Linked DNA regions of Mus musculus: region 2 is linked to region 1. Evidence: chromatin contacts called from public HiCAR-type data. All regions are on one chromosome and are shown on one strand. Each heading gives the region's core, a stretch centred on a gene start, on an enhancer-like site or on the middle of the called end of the contact. The rest is flanking DNA. Distances are from core to core; before and after follow the strand shown. Region 1 overlaps Fam163a (family with sequence similarity 163, member A). Region 2 overlaps Abl2 (v-abl Abelson murine leukemia viral oncogene 2 (arg, Abelson-related gene)).

Evidence for each region. HiCAR-type assays count read pairs that join an accessible place to other places.
Region 2: a contact with region 1 is called in a HiCAR-type map of astrocytes, with 2.1 times the contacts expected there. The contact joins two enhancer-like sites. A contact is called at or near these places in 1 of 15 datasets of contacts at CTCF or cohesin (the NIH/3T3 cell line) and 1 of 115 datasets of contacts at active chromatin or transcription factors (astrocytes).

Annotation. Positions count from the first base shown.
Region 1 is chr1:156,180,526-156,186,353 of GRCm38.p6, forward strand. All of the region lies in intron 1 of Fam163a (family with sequence similarity 163, member A), which reads right to left. Among named protein-coding and RNA genes, the nearest start is that of Fam163a, 22 kb to the right of the region's middle. Within about 2 kb of position 2,991, at least 39 of the 459 cell types and tissues checked have an H3K27ac peak or open chromatin away from gene starts, as enhancers often do. A contact at or near this core is called in astrocytes, where this site is marked.
Region 2 is chr1:156,580,436-156,586,282 of GRCm38.p6, forward strand. The region is part of intron 1 of Abl2 (v-abl Abelson murine leukemia viral oncogene 2 (arg, Abelson-related gene)); the gene reads left to right. Among named protein-coding and RNA genes, the nearest start is that of Abl2, 25 kb to the left of the region's middle. Within about 2 kb of position 3,911, at least 7 of the 459 cell types and tissues checked have an H3K27ac peak or open chromatin away from gene starts, as enhancers often do. A contact at or near this core is called in astrocytes, where this site is marked.

The DNA of each region.
Region 1 (5,828 bases), core at 1,741-4,240:
AGCCCTAGCTTTGGGTACTTCTGTGTCTCCTTGAACCATTCTGACAATCACCACGTGCATACATCCTGGCCATCAGTGGGTACCACACCTTTGTCTATCATTTAATCATGACACAGGAGAGCAAGAAAGGTGTGTTTTGTGGTTGTTTTGTTGTTGCTGTTGTTATTGTTGTATTCCAAGACAGAGTTTCTCTATATAGCCCTTGCTGCCCTGGAACTAGTTCTGTACACCAGCTGGCCTTGAACTAACAGAATCTGCTTTCTTCTGCTTCCCGTGTGCTGGAAACAAGGGTGTGTGCTACCTTAAAGGGTGTGATTGTAGACTTAGTCCTGAATGAGTTAGAATACAGAAAATGTGCACCCTCCCCCCGCCAAGTTCCTTAACCACTGTCATTAGCTGCCTGTCATGGGCCTCCCACACTGGCCTGGAGTGTTGTGTCTGCAGGCTTCCCTGTTCTCTGAGGTCCTCTCTTCAGACTTTACAGCTAACAAACACATCTTGCAACACTGTGGCCCACCTGTGCTTCAGGAGTCATACCTATGCCTCAAGGTCAGAGAGATGACTTGGTGAATAACAGGCTGTGAGTTCAAACCCTGGAACGGACATAAAAAAACAAATGCAGTGGCATGCACTTGTAATCTCAGTACTACAATGGTGAGATGGGAAACAGGCTCAGGGGAGCTGGCCAGAGACTTAAGGGCTCCCAGCCAGTTGTGTGAATCAAAGTTCTCTTGAGTTTAGGATGATTTCATTGGTTCAGTTTCTATAGCCCAAGAATGATTATGGCTTCCCAGATTAAATTCAAAGAGTTCACCCAGTGTGGTGTGTGTGTGTGTGTGTGTGTGTGTGTGTGTGTGTGTGTGTGTGTGTGTGTGAGATGTGTGTGTGTGTGTGTGATGTGTGCGTATGCAATGCCTTAGGAATGATTTTCAAAAGCAGTTCTTCAATCCAAATTGGATGCTCCTGGCAAAGATGGGCCAGGAAAAAAGTGACAGGGAGACAAGGGGAGGAATTTATATTCTTCTATACACACAGGGCAGTATCTCTCCTGGACCAAGGGAAGATGGGCATCTTGAAGTTCAAGTTCAAAACTTTGGATCTCCCTGTTATCATTTGTTTGTTTTGGTAAGGAGGGCGTAGCTCTGACCTCCGTTTCCTACTCTGTAAAGCAGGATTTACTACAGCCCAGCATCAGAGACCACTCACCTCCTCTCCAACTACATACGCTTCTCTAAGGGATTCTCTGCCCTCTTCAGAGCTGTGATTACAGGGTTGTTAGAACAGAAGGGGCATAGAGGCAGAGTGTCGTCCTTCCCACCCCCTGAAACCCCTGCTTTCTAGAAAATGGAACCAGTCAGCATAGGGCCCCTAAGCTTCATTTCAATGACACTGCTGTGTAGCTGTAAAGTTCATTTGTGTTCTAGTCCCTCTTTCTGGGACACTATTGTAGACTAACCAGAATATGCACCATAAAATACGCCTTTTTTTTGGCACAAGGAATGTTTTGATCTGATTATTCTGAGACATAACAGACACAAGAGAAGCTGTGAGAACACAGTATGAATGATTCTTCTGAGGAAAATGTTCATTTCTTAAATAGGAAAATGCTCATTTGTAAGTGTGTCTTCCTTGTGTACGTGGAGAAGCCCAAATACATCTCAGTTAAGTCTTATTAGCGCAAGCACCGAGGGTGCAGCTCATCGATAGAGCACTTGCTTAGCATGCATAAAGCCTTGGACTTAGTCCCCAGTATTGCCAAAAAGAACAACAAACAAACAAACAAACAAACAAACACAACTGAGAAAGTGTCCGTTTAAATTCACTTAATAAGGGTTGTGAGCTGGGGAGACAGCTTGGTGGCAAGAATACTTGATGTACGAGCGTGAGGACCTAGGTTTAAATTCTTGCACCCACGTAAAAGGTTGGTTGTGGCCACATGCACACCTGTAAACACAGTGCTGGTGTGGGTGGGCAGGTAGGATAATGACTAGGTCGCCCTGACTGCCAGCCTTGCTTCTTCTGGTTCAGCGAGAAAGCCAGAGAATGATCAGAGAATGATCGAGAAGGACACCCAGAATCCTTCTTAGTCTTTTACACATGCCCATACATGTACACACTTGTGGGTACAACACACATGCATGCTTTATGCCAGTGCTTTCTCCAAAAGTGCTTCCCCTACACACGTCTCAGTCTTCAGCTGAGGATGACATGGGAACCTGAAACCTAAACCCCTGGCTGCCTTTGGTTCCTCTCATGTATCATGTATCATGTATCATGTATCATGTATCATGTATCATGTATGTATCATGTATCATGTATGTATCATGTATCATGTATGTATCAGGCCTAGGTGTAAATGCACTTGTTTTCTTTGCTCAGCTGTTTTGTCCTAGTGGTCCCGGCTAAGAGCTACAGAGACTACAGGGAACATTGTGTTTCCTCCCCTACGCTCCGAACTCCTGGATGATAAATACCTTGAAGTATTTCTGTTGTGTCCCCCACAGTGGTCTGGGGTCCAATGGCTTCCCTCCTGTTCTGAGCTGGGGAGAGGTGTATATGAGCCTTTACTGTGCACAGCCAAGAAGATGCCCAAGGAAAGAGGGGGCGAACAAAGCTTCTCTCCATTTCTGCTTGCTGACCCAATAACCAGTGTTGAGCGTTCCTAGAGCTGACAGCACACACATGGAGAAAAACAGCTCTTCATCTGAGCCGGGGGAAGCCTGTCAGCTTGATCCATCACAGGCAAAGGGAGAGAAAGCATTTCTCTCACAAGTGGTAGGGGCAGCATCTATGTTTGGGGCTCCTTTTCTCTTTGTCCTCAGACCATAAGTGATTCAGATAAACTGAGAGGACCCAGCAGGGCCAAGTGGTTGATTAGCAAACAGCAGACATCAAGTTCAGTGCCTGGGAACTCAACCAGGCCAGCACCTCTTTCCCCCTAAACTGCACCAGGACTGATTGACCCACATACCCAGCAGAATCCAGCTCTCTGAGCCCCAGCAAAGTGACTCTCCTGATGTTTACTCTATTGCAGGCATGCTCTTGTAAATATGGGCCGGGAAACAGAACTGCAGAGCGTTTGCTGCATTCATTCGTAACATCTATTTCTGAGATGGGCTCCTAACAGGATTATTTCTCCCTGCCTTGATCTGATTACATGACCTTTTAGAATTTTCTTTCTTTTGTTCATTCATTCATCCATCCATTGAACTGAGAGCATCTGGCATCTACTTCCTGCCGGGAACCTTCTAAGCCAAAATCAATAGAATGTTTTTCCCAAGCTTTAAAATTCCCTGCTTGTAACAGCAGCCTATTAAAAAGGGAAGCAGAGGGGTGGAATTTGGAATTAGCCAAACTAAAATTTAACTTCTGCTGTTAGCTAATTATTCACTCTCTCCAAATCCCAGTTCCAGCAGCTTTAAAATGGGAAGACCTCATCACAGAATTGTTATGACTTAAAAGGGGAAGTGTATATATGGAACACTTTGTATATTATGCCTAATATTTGCACACACACGGACACACAGACACACAGAAACACACACACAGAAAGAGAGAGAGAGAGAGAGAGAGAGAGAGCGAGCGAGAGCCAAATCCCTCAACATTCTCATCTCTTACTACCTTACAGTAGCCCTGGCCGACTGTCATTCAAGTTCACGTCCCTTCCTAGGACAGTGTTCTTGTGATTTCCATCTTCTATGAGAATGAGATCTGTGTCAAGGTCAGCTACAGTGCTTGTGGGAGAACGGATCCGTGCAGTCCAGTTAATAAATAAACACGCAGACATCAAGGCTACCGGCTGTCAGAGTAACGAGACTTTATGTTTTCCTGGCTCCTGTCATCTTCAGGACTGGAAGCACTTAATGAATTAGTCTCGCTTGCAGTCCTCCTGGGCAGAAATACTGCTGTGTCAACAACGTGCAGTCACAGGAACCAGCCAGAGGTCAAGTGCTTCTCCGCACTGTGCCAAGCCGCTTTGATGGGGAGGTGGGGGGTTGATCATAATATACCAACTGTGTGTTTGATAATTTAAATGATACAAGTCAAAAGATTAGGTCTGAAATCCCTTAGCAATCTGCCCACTGTAGATAAGTGTGGCTGCTATTTTAATCCTGTCCACCCAGATGTACCACACCTACTCAAATGCAGACTATACTATGTACCTGATGTTTTAAAATTTAACAACATATCATGTTAACTCAGTTTCTACATCACTTTAAGTGGTGGCTAGCTTACTATAGAAACCTTCTATTATTAAGCATTTCAGCGGATACTTGCATGGTTTAGATTTGGCTTAGGTATGTCCCTAAAGAATTCAAGTATTAGAATTTTGACCCCAAGGGTGGGAATGTCAGAAGCTTTAACGAGTTGGGGGTAGCAGGAAGTAATTTGGTCACTGAGGTATCTGCCCTTAAAAGAAATTGAAGGGTAGGCATGATGGTGCATACTGTAATTCCAGACCCTGGAAAGTAGAGACAGGAGGATCAGGATTTGAACGTCTTCCTCGGTTACATAGCAGGTTCAAGGCCAGCTTGGGCTACATAAGACCAAAGGATCAAAAACCTAAAGGGAGCCGAAATAGTTTTGTGAGACCCTGGTTTATTCACAAAGGAGGTTTTTATGCATGAGCAACTGTGGTTGGTGGTGTAGCTCAGGAGGCAGGATGCTTGCCTAGCATCCTTAAAGCCCTAGGTTTAATTCCTAGTATCACATAAACCGAACGTGGTGGTGTGCTACTGTAATCTACTAGCAAAGTGGAGAGGATGGAAGAGCAGAAACTCAAGGACATCTTCGGCTACATAACAAGCTTGAAGTCAGCCTGAGCTACGGGACACCCCCCCCAACCCCTGCATTCTTCCCTCCCCCCATCTCAAAACAAAATAACAAACATGACTGTGCTGGTTAATACTGATTGTTAATCTGACAGGATCTGAAGTCACCAGAAACAAGTCTCCGAGCTTGCCCTGTCTGTGAGGAATTAACTACATCAGATTAATTGAGGTGGGAAGACCCACTCTAACTGTGGGCAGCCCCATTCCATGGGTGGGTGTCCTAGACTACAAAAAAAGGATGCTAACAGGACATCACATTGCTCTCTGCTTCCTACGGTGACCAGCTGCTTCTGGTTCCTGCTACCATCTCTTCCCTGCCATGTGGGGCTGCACCCTCAAACTGTGAGCCAAAAGAAACCTTCCTTCTTTAAGTTTCTCTCGTCAGGCATTTTGTCATAGCAACAAGAACACTGATCCAGTGACCCACTTAGGGTCCCTCTTTGGCTTTCTGTTTTGCCATGCAACTTCCCCCGCTTGCAGGTTTTCCAACCATGGTGTGGTGCAGTAGAGGGAGGGGGGCTCATCACAGGCAGCTTCATGACGCTTAGATAGTTACACCTCTCTTCACAAATACCTTGCCTTAGATATTTTGTTATGGCGTGGAAAGTGGACTAATTTAAGGTTGATTTGAGTATGTGTACTATCTTGGGCTCTCCCTTTAGGATTTAGGGGGCAGCAGGAGAGAGGGCACGAGGCATGGAAGAACATGGCAGATTTGCAGAGGTAAATTGTAAAAGTATTTTTATTTTCCTGATGTAATTGTCATCTCCGAGGCTTACTGCCTCTGTCTGCTAACCTAGGCCTAGTCCTGGAAGCTTCTAACCTCTATACAATCTAACCTAGGCCTAGAATGTATTCCGCCTCTGAGACTTACTGAATCAGCTCACCCTTTCTAGTTCCTAGCTGCCTGGTTCATCTCAGCTGCTCTGGCTCAAACTCTTCTCCAAGCTGATTGATTCAAACTGGCTTCTTTCCACTTCTCACCAAATTGTCATG
Region 2 (5,847 bases), core at 2,661-5,160, 400 kb after region 1:
TATTTATTTTGTGTGTATGTAGATGCCTACTCACGGCATGGCAAACATGTAGTGGTAAGAAGACAGCTGAGGAATTAGCTCTTTCTTAACCCTGTAGGTCCCAGAGGTTGCATTTGAGTTGTTAAGCTTGGTGGCTATCTCCTTTTCCAGCTGAGCGTTCTCCTGACCTTGCCAGGTCTTACATCTAAGGCTGACTAGGCCATTGTTCGTTGTTGCTATACTGTATTGTTTGTCCAGCCCCTTTGTATGGATCACTTGATTATTCAAGTAAATGATGCTCTTATGTTTCTGAGGGTACAGATAACTCTTTTTATCCTTTTCCTGAGATAGGGCCTCTTCTAGCTCCGACTTGAACTCACTCACTAAGCTGAGAATGACCTTGCGCTCCTTAGTGCATTGATAGACCAGCCACAGATGCCGCCGAGTACCATTCAGTTTATTTGGCTTATATCCAGATGTGAAATTGTTATATCGTGGTAATTCTGTATTTGAAGACCCTCCATGGTGATTACACCTTTTTACATTCCCAGTGTGTGGTGCTGTGAAGGAGAATGTGAATTCAGGGTTGTGAGCATTTGCTCCCCTGGTGGTTCTGTTTGGAGAATTGGTACAGCCGTGTTGAAGGAAGAATGTCACTAGAAGGCTTTGAGAGTTTAGAGACACCGTTTAGTTCTTCCCGTTCTCTCTGTGTTTGTGGTTCAAGATATGAGTTCTCCTGTAACCATGCCTTCTGCTATGACAGTCTCTTATCCCTCTGGAAATGTAAGCAAGTAAAATGCTCCCATCTAGAGGTTGCCTGGTCATGATGTGTATCACAGCAACAGAAAACTAAAAGGAACGCTAAGCCAGAATAAACCCTCTCCTCCCCAGATTGCTTTGGGGCAGACTGTTTTACCGCAGTAGAGAGGAACGTGACACACTGTTTCAGTTACTGCTCTGTCGCGTTGCTGTGATTAAAGCGCCCTGACCGGAGGCTTGTGGAAGAAAGTCTCAGTTCCAGGGAGAGGAGAGTCTGCCGTGGCAGGGAGATGAGAGTCTGCCGTGGCAGGGAGATGAGAGTCTGCCGTGGCAGGGAGATGAGAGTCTGCCGTGGCAGGGAGATGAGAGTCTGCCGTGGCAGGGATCAGAGAGCTGAGCAGTCACATTCTCAGCCGCCAGCATGAAAAGAAAAACTGGAAGTAGGGTAAGGATGTGAACGCTTCAGAGACCGCCCCAGTGGCATAACTTTCTCAGCAAAGCTGCACAATATCCCCACCCCTACCCCCCAAAAAAAACCAGCACCATGAGCTGGGGACCAGGTATTCAAATACTTGATTCTTGTTTAAACCACCACCCCTTCAGCTGTAAGCACACAAATATTTTAATTTCTCCACATATTTTTTATTATGGTTATAATTTAAAAAAATAGTAGCTGTGGCTCATGACTGTGAGTCTCAGAATGGTTCTGATGGGCTTTCCCTAATGACTAGTGATGCTGACTGTGGAACTGTCTTGGGAGAGATTTCCAAGTCCTTTGCCTGTTTTTGGATCATGCTGTTTCCTTTTTGTTGGTGGATTGTTGGACCTGGTTGTTGGTGTCTTGGTTTGCTTCACCAGTATTCTTCTTTTTCCCTTGAGCACATTAAATGCAATGTGTTAGTTATGTTCATTCTTGAATATCCAATTGCCCCAAATGTATCTGCCTTTTAAGACAACCAACATGTATTATTCTCTGTGTGTCAGAAATGTGAGAGCAACGTAGCTTGGCTGTTTTGCTGTTACACTGCTAACTGGACCAGTCATCTGAAGGCTGTCTGGGACTGCAGCATCTATTCTAAGATGTCTCAGCACGTCACCAGCAGTGGAAAGCCAGGTCTTGTTACATGAACTTCTCTGGATGTCTTCACACGATGGAAGCTTTCCCCAGTATATTTGGGTTAGGAACTAGTCTAATTCTACCCAGAGAGGGAGCTAACCTTCCCTTCTTGAAAGAAGTATCAAAGAGTTTGGCTAGGGATGAGAGTTGGATGTAGTTCAGTGGCAGAGCGCTTGCTTGTCTGGTGAGTGCGAGGCCACGGGTTAGATGATCAGTACTGCAAAAAAAAAAAAAAAAAAAAAAAAAAAAAAAAAAAAAAAAAACAAACAAACCCAAAAACCCCAGAAAAACACTTTTTTCTTTTTGGAGATAAAATCTTAAGTAACCCAGTCTGGTTTCAAACTTACTGAGTAGCCGAGGGTGACCTTGAACTCAGATCTTTGTTCTACTTCTCAAGTGCTGGGATGATGGGTGTACACCACCATACCCTGCTAACATGCTTCTTTAAAGAGAATTCTAATTTAAAAAAAATAGGAGCCAGAAGCACACTTTATGATTTGATAGATTTGATGGAGCTAACTCTAATGTGTCTGACGTTCTAGACCAATGGCTTAGACATTTCACTTCATAATAACATGGAAGATAATGGAGCCATCTCCAAGAGCCTGGTGACATATAAATAAGAGAAGAAACGAAGCTGCATGGCAGTGTGAGCAAGTGACGTTAGCATGGGAATTCCACTTTGGGAGTTTTGTTGACTTTAGTTAAGATTTGAAAGCAAGAGCTAAGAAGTTAGATGGCAGGAGAGGGTGGAAGGGCTTCGGAGCGAAGGAGCAGAGTGTGGATGTGGAGAGGCAACAGTGTCCCCCTCCTGAGCGGAGAGCTTGGCACTCTGCGTGTTCAGCACACTGCTTCTCTTACGGTTTTCTAGAGAAACAACTGATAGAATGAATCTCTATATCAAGCAGACTTATGAGAGTGGCTTACAGGCTGTGGTCTAGCTAGACAAACAATGGCTGTCTTCCACGGGAATCTCAGTATTTCAGTAGTCTTTCAGTCCATGAGGACTTCAGTGTATCCTGGGATCCAGAAGAAGTAGGCTCTAATGCCAGTGAAGCAGGTATTGATACAGCCTCAGGGCAGATGAACTGGCCAGTGGGAGTGAGGGCGAGCAGGCAAAACGAAAAAGCTTCTCTCCCATGTCCTTTATGTTGGCTGCCACGAGAAGGTGTGCCTCAGAGTTAGGGTGGGTCTTCCTACCTCAAATAACCCAATTAAGAAAAACCCATTAGGTATGCCTAGCTGCTTTGGATTTTAGTTAATTCCAGATGTAGTCAAGACTACCTATCACAAGTAGGTACTTTTTTTTTTTCCTGTAAAGACATTAACAGTACCTTAAAATTGTTAACCTCTGTGGTCATGGTGACTGGTGTGGGCTTGCAATCCCAGGATTGAAGAGGCAGAGAGGAGGGTCATTGTAAACTGGAGGCAACATAGGAGACCTTGTCTGAGCAAAAATCAAACTTTTTCAGTTATTTTTTTTTATTCTACATTAGCAGAAATAATACGACATGTGAACAATTTCTAAGCCCTCTACAAATAGTTTTGTCAAATACTGGCTTTTTGGGAAGCATCCTGTTTAATATTTATAATTAGGTTGTTGACTTTGATCAATGAAGTATTTTAACTTTCATAAGAAATTCCTTTGTTTAAATTGTGTTACTAGGGAAATATTAAGTAAATTGGTTTTAATTTTAAAATTTATTTTTATATAAAAGTCCTTTGGCCTGGTGGTGGCGGCATGTCCCTTTAATCCCAGCACTCAAGATTGTAAACACACAGGCAGAGAACTAGTTTCGAGGCCAGCCTGGTCTACAGAGTTAGGTCCAGGACAGCCTAGGCTACTCAGAGAAACCCTGTCTCGAACGAATGAACGAACAGGACCTTTGAAGAGAATGTATTAGAAACAATACTTTAGGAAAAAATGGATAAGTTTCTGTTTCATAAGAATTTTATTGATCTCAAAATTATGACATTTACAAAAACCACAATACTGCTTTTACTATGTGTAAAAAGGAGGGTTTCTTGTGAGTTTATTATCGGTTTACTAAGTTAAAAAATTGTTCCTTACCAGGCCACTAGGGGCTACTCCTGTATTTAGGCAGAAGATGCAGTTACCACTACAGCTTAAAAATCATCTCCTTCTAGTGTAATTAGCACTGCCTCATTTGCTTACATGAACAAAGTAGAGTTTTAAGGCTGCTTTGAGCTATTAATTTTGATAATAATATGCACCTTTGATAAGGATTTGCAGTAATTTTACTTTTTACATTTATTTACTGGTATGATGTATGTGAAGAGGTCAGAAGACAACCTGTGGGAGTCTGTTTTCTTTCTACCATGTGAATTCCAGTGCTGGATCGTGGGTCATCAGGCTTGGCAGCAAGCTCCCTTATTCATTGAGCCAGCAATGCTGGCCCTGCTTTGTGTGTAAAAATTCATTGGCTACTTTTTCTAATGGTGCTGCCTCAAACTGACTTCTTTGATCACTTGGGGAAAAGTTATAGTTTTCTTCTTTGGTACAGAACATGTTTCTGATTTTTTACATTATACCATTCCTTAGAAACTCAGAAAAGCTGGTATTTGGCTACTTTTTTTTTTTTTCTTTTTCAAAATTATGTGTGCCTTGGAGATAGGCAACTAGAAGAATATTCATGTTACTTTCAAGAGTGTTTAAGAAGTGGATATGGTGGTGTGTGCCTGTGGTCCTAGCACGGGGACTCTGAAGGGAGACAGAAGCAGGAGGATCTTCAGTGCAGGGCTAGCGTGGCCTATGTGGTAAGGCCTTGGTGCCAAAACCGAGCACACGGACAGCTAGTCAAGGTTTTTTAACAGTTTATTTTTGTCTACATTTCTTTCTAGTTACATAGAAAAATACAGTTCAGTGTAGTTTATAGAAAAGTATGATTTAAAGAAAAACATACGAAGCCGAGCGAGAGTGTGCTCTTGCTCTTTTCTGTCCCTACCCCTCCCCTCCAGTGTGTCATGTTTGCCGGTTGATCCTGATCTCAGTATTTAGCTGAGGATGGCCTTGAACTTAGTTCCATATTTAATATGGCAGATTTGAAGGAAAATAATTTAGGCACATATGTATTAAGAAAAGAATGTTAGGGGGTGTGTCTGTCCTGGCTTCCACTCCTTTTTCCATGCCACCAGGACTTAACCACAGAAGCCCCAGGTCTTATTTAATCCTACTTTCTGAAGTGCTCACCTCTAAAAATCATAGAGTGAGTTTCTACTTTCTGAAGTACTCACCTCTAAACATCATAGAGTGAATTTCTGACCTCATAACAGAGATTGAGTTTCAGTGAGTGCATGAACCATTGGGATATACACTCAGTCCCATCCAGATCACAGCAGCTACCTCAGAGTTAACGTAGCCTGTTGGGCTCTGTATTTCCCACTCGAAACAAACTTCATGGGTTTTGACTTCCCTATTCATTGTCCTCCCCATGCTGGGGATTGAAGTCAAGTCTCTACACATGCTTGGCAGCTGCTCTACCACTAAGCTGTATCCTTAACCTATTAAAGTGTCTTATTTTTTATGTGCCTTTTAAAAAATACGTGTGTGTGTGTGTGTGTGTGTGTGTGTGTGTGTGTGTGTGTGTGTGTAGATCAAAGGACAACTTTTGCAAGTCGGTTCTCTCCTTTCCATGGAGTATGAGGATAGAACTCAGGTCATCAGGCTTGGTGGCAGGCACTTGGACCTAGCTGAGCCACCTTATGGGTCTTATTCTACTTCTCACTCTCCACTCCTTTTAAAAAAAAAAAAAAGTTTTTCTTTTGAGGCAGGGTCTTGCTGAGTTGCCCTGACTGACTTGAACTCAGCAGCCTGCGGTCCCAGGCTCCTGACTACAGGCCCACATCACAGTTGCATAGGCCTGTACTTCAAATTTAGGTGTTCCTCTCTCTCTCTCTCTCTCTCTCTCTCTCTCTCTCTCTCTCTGTTCCAATCAATCAATCTCTCTCTCTCTCTCTCTCTCTCTCTCTCT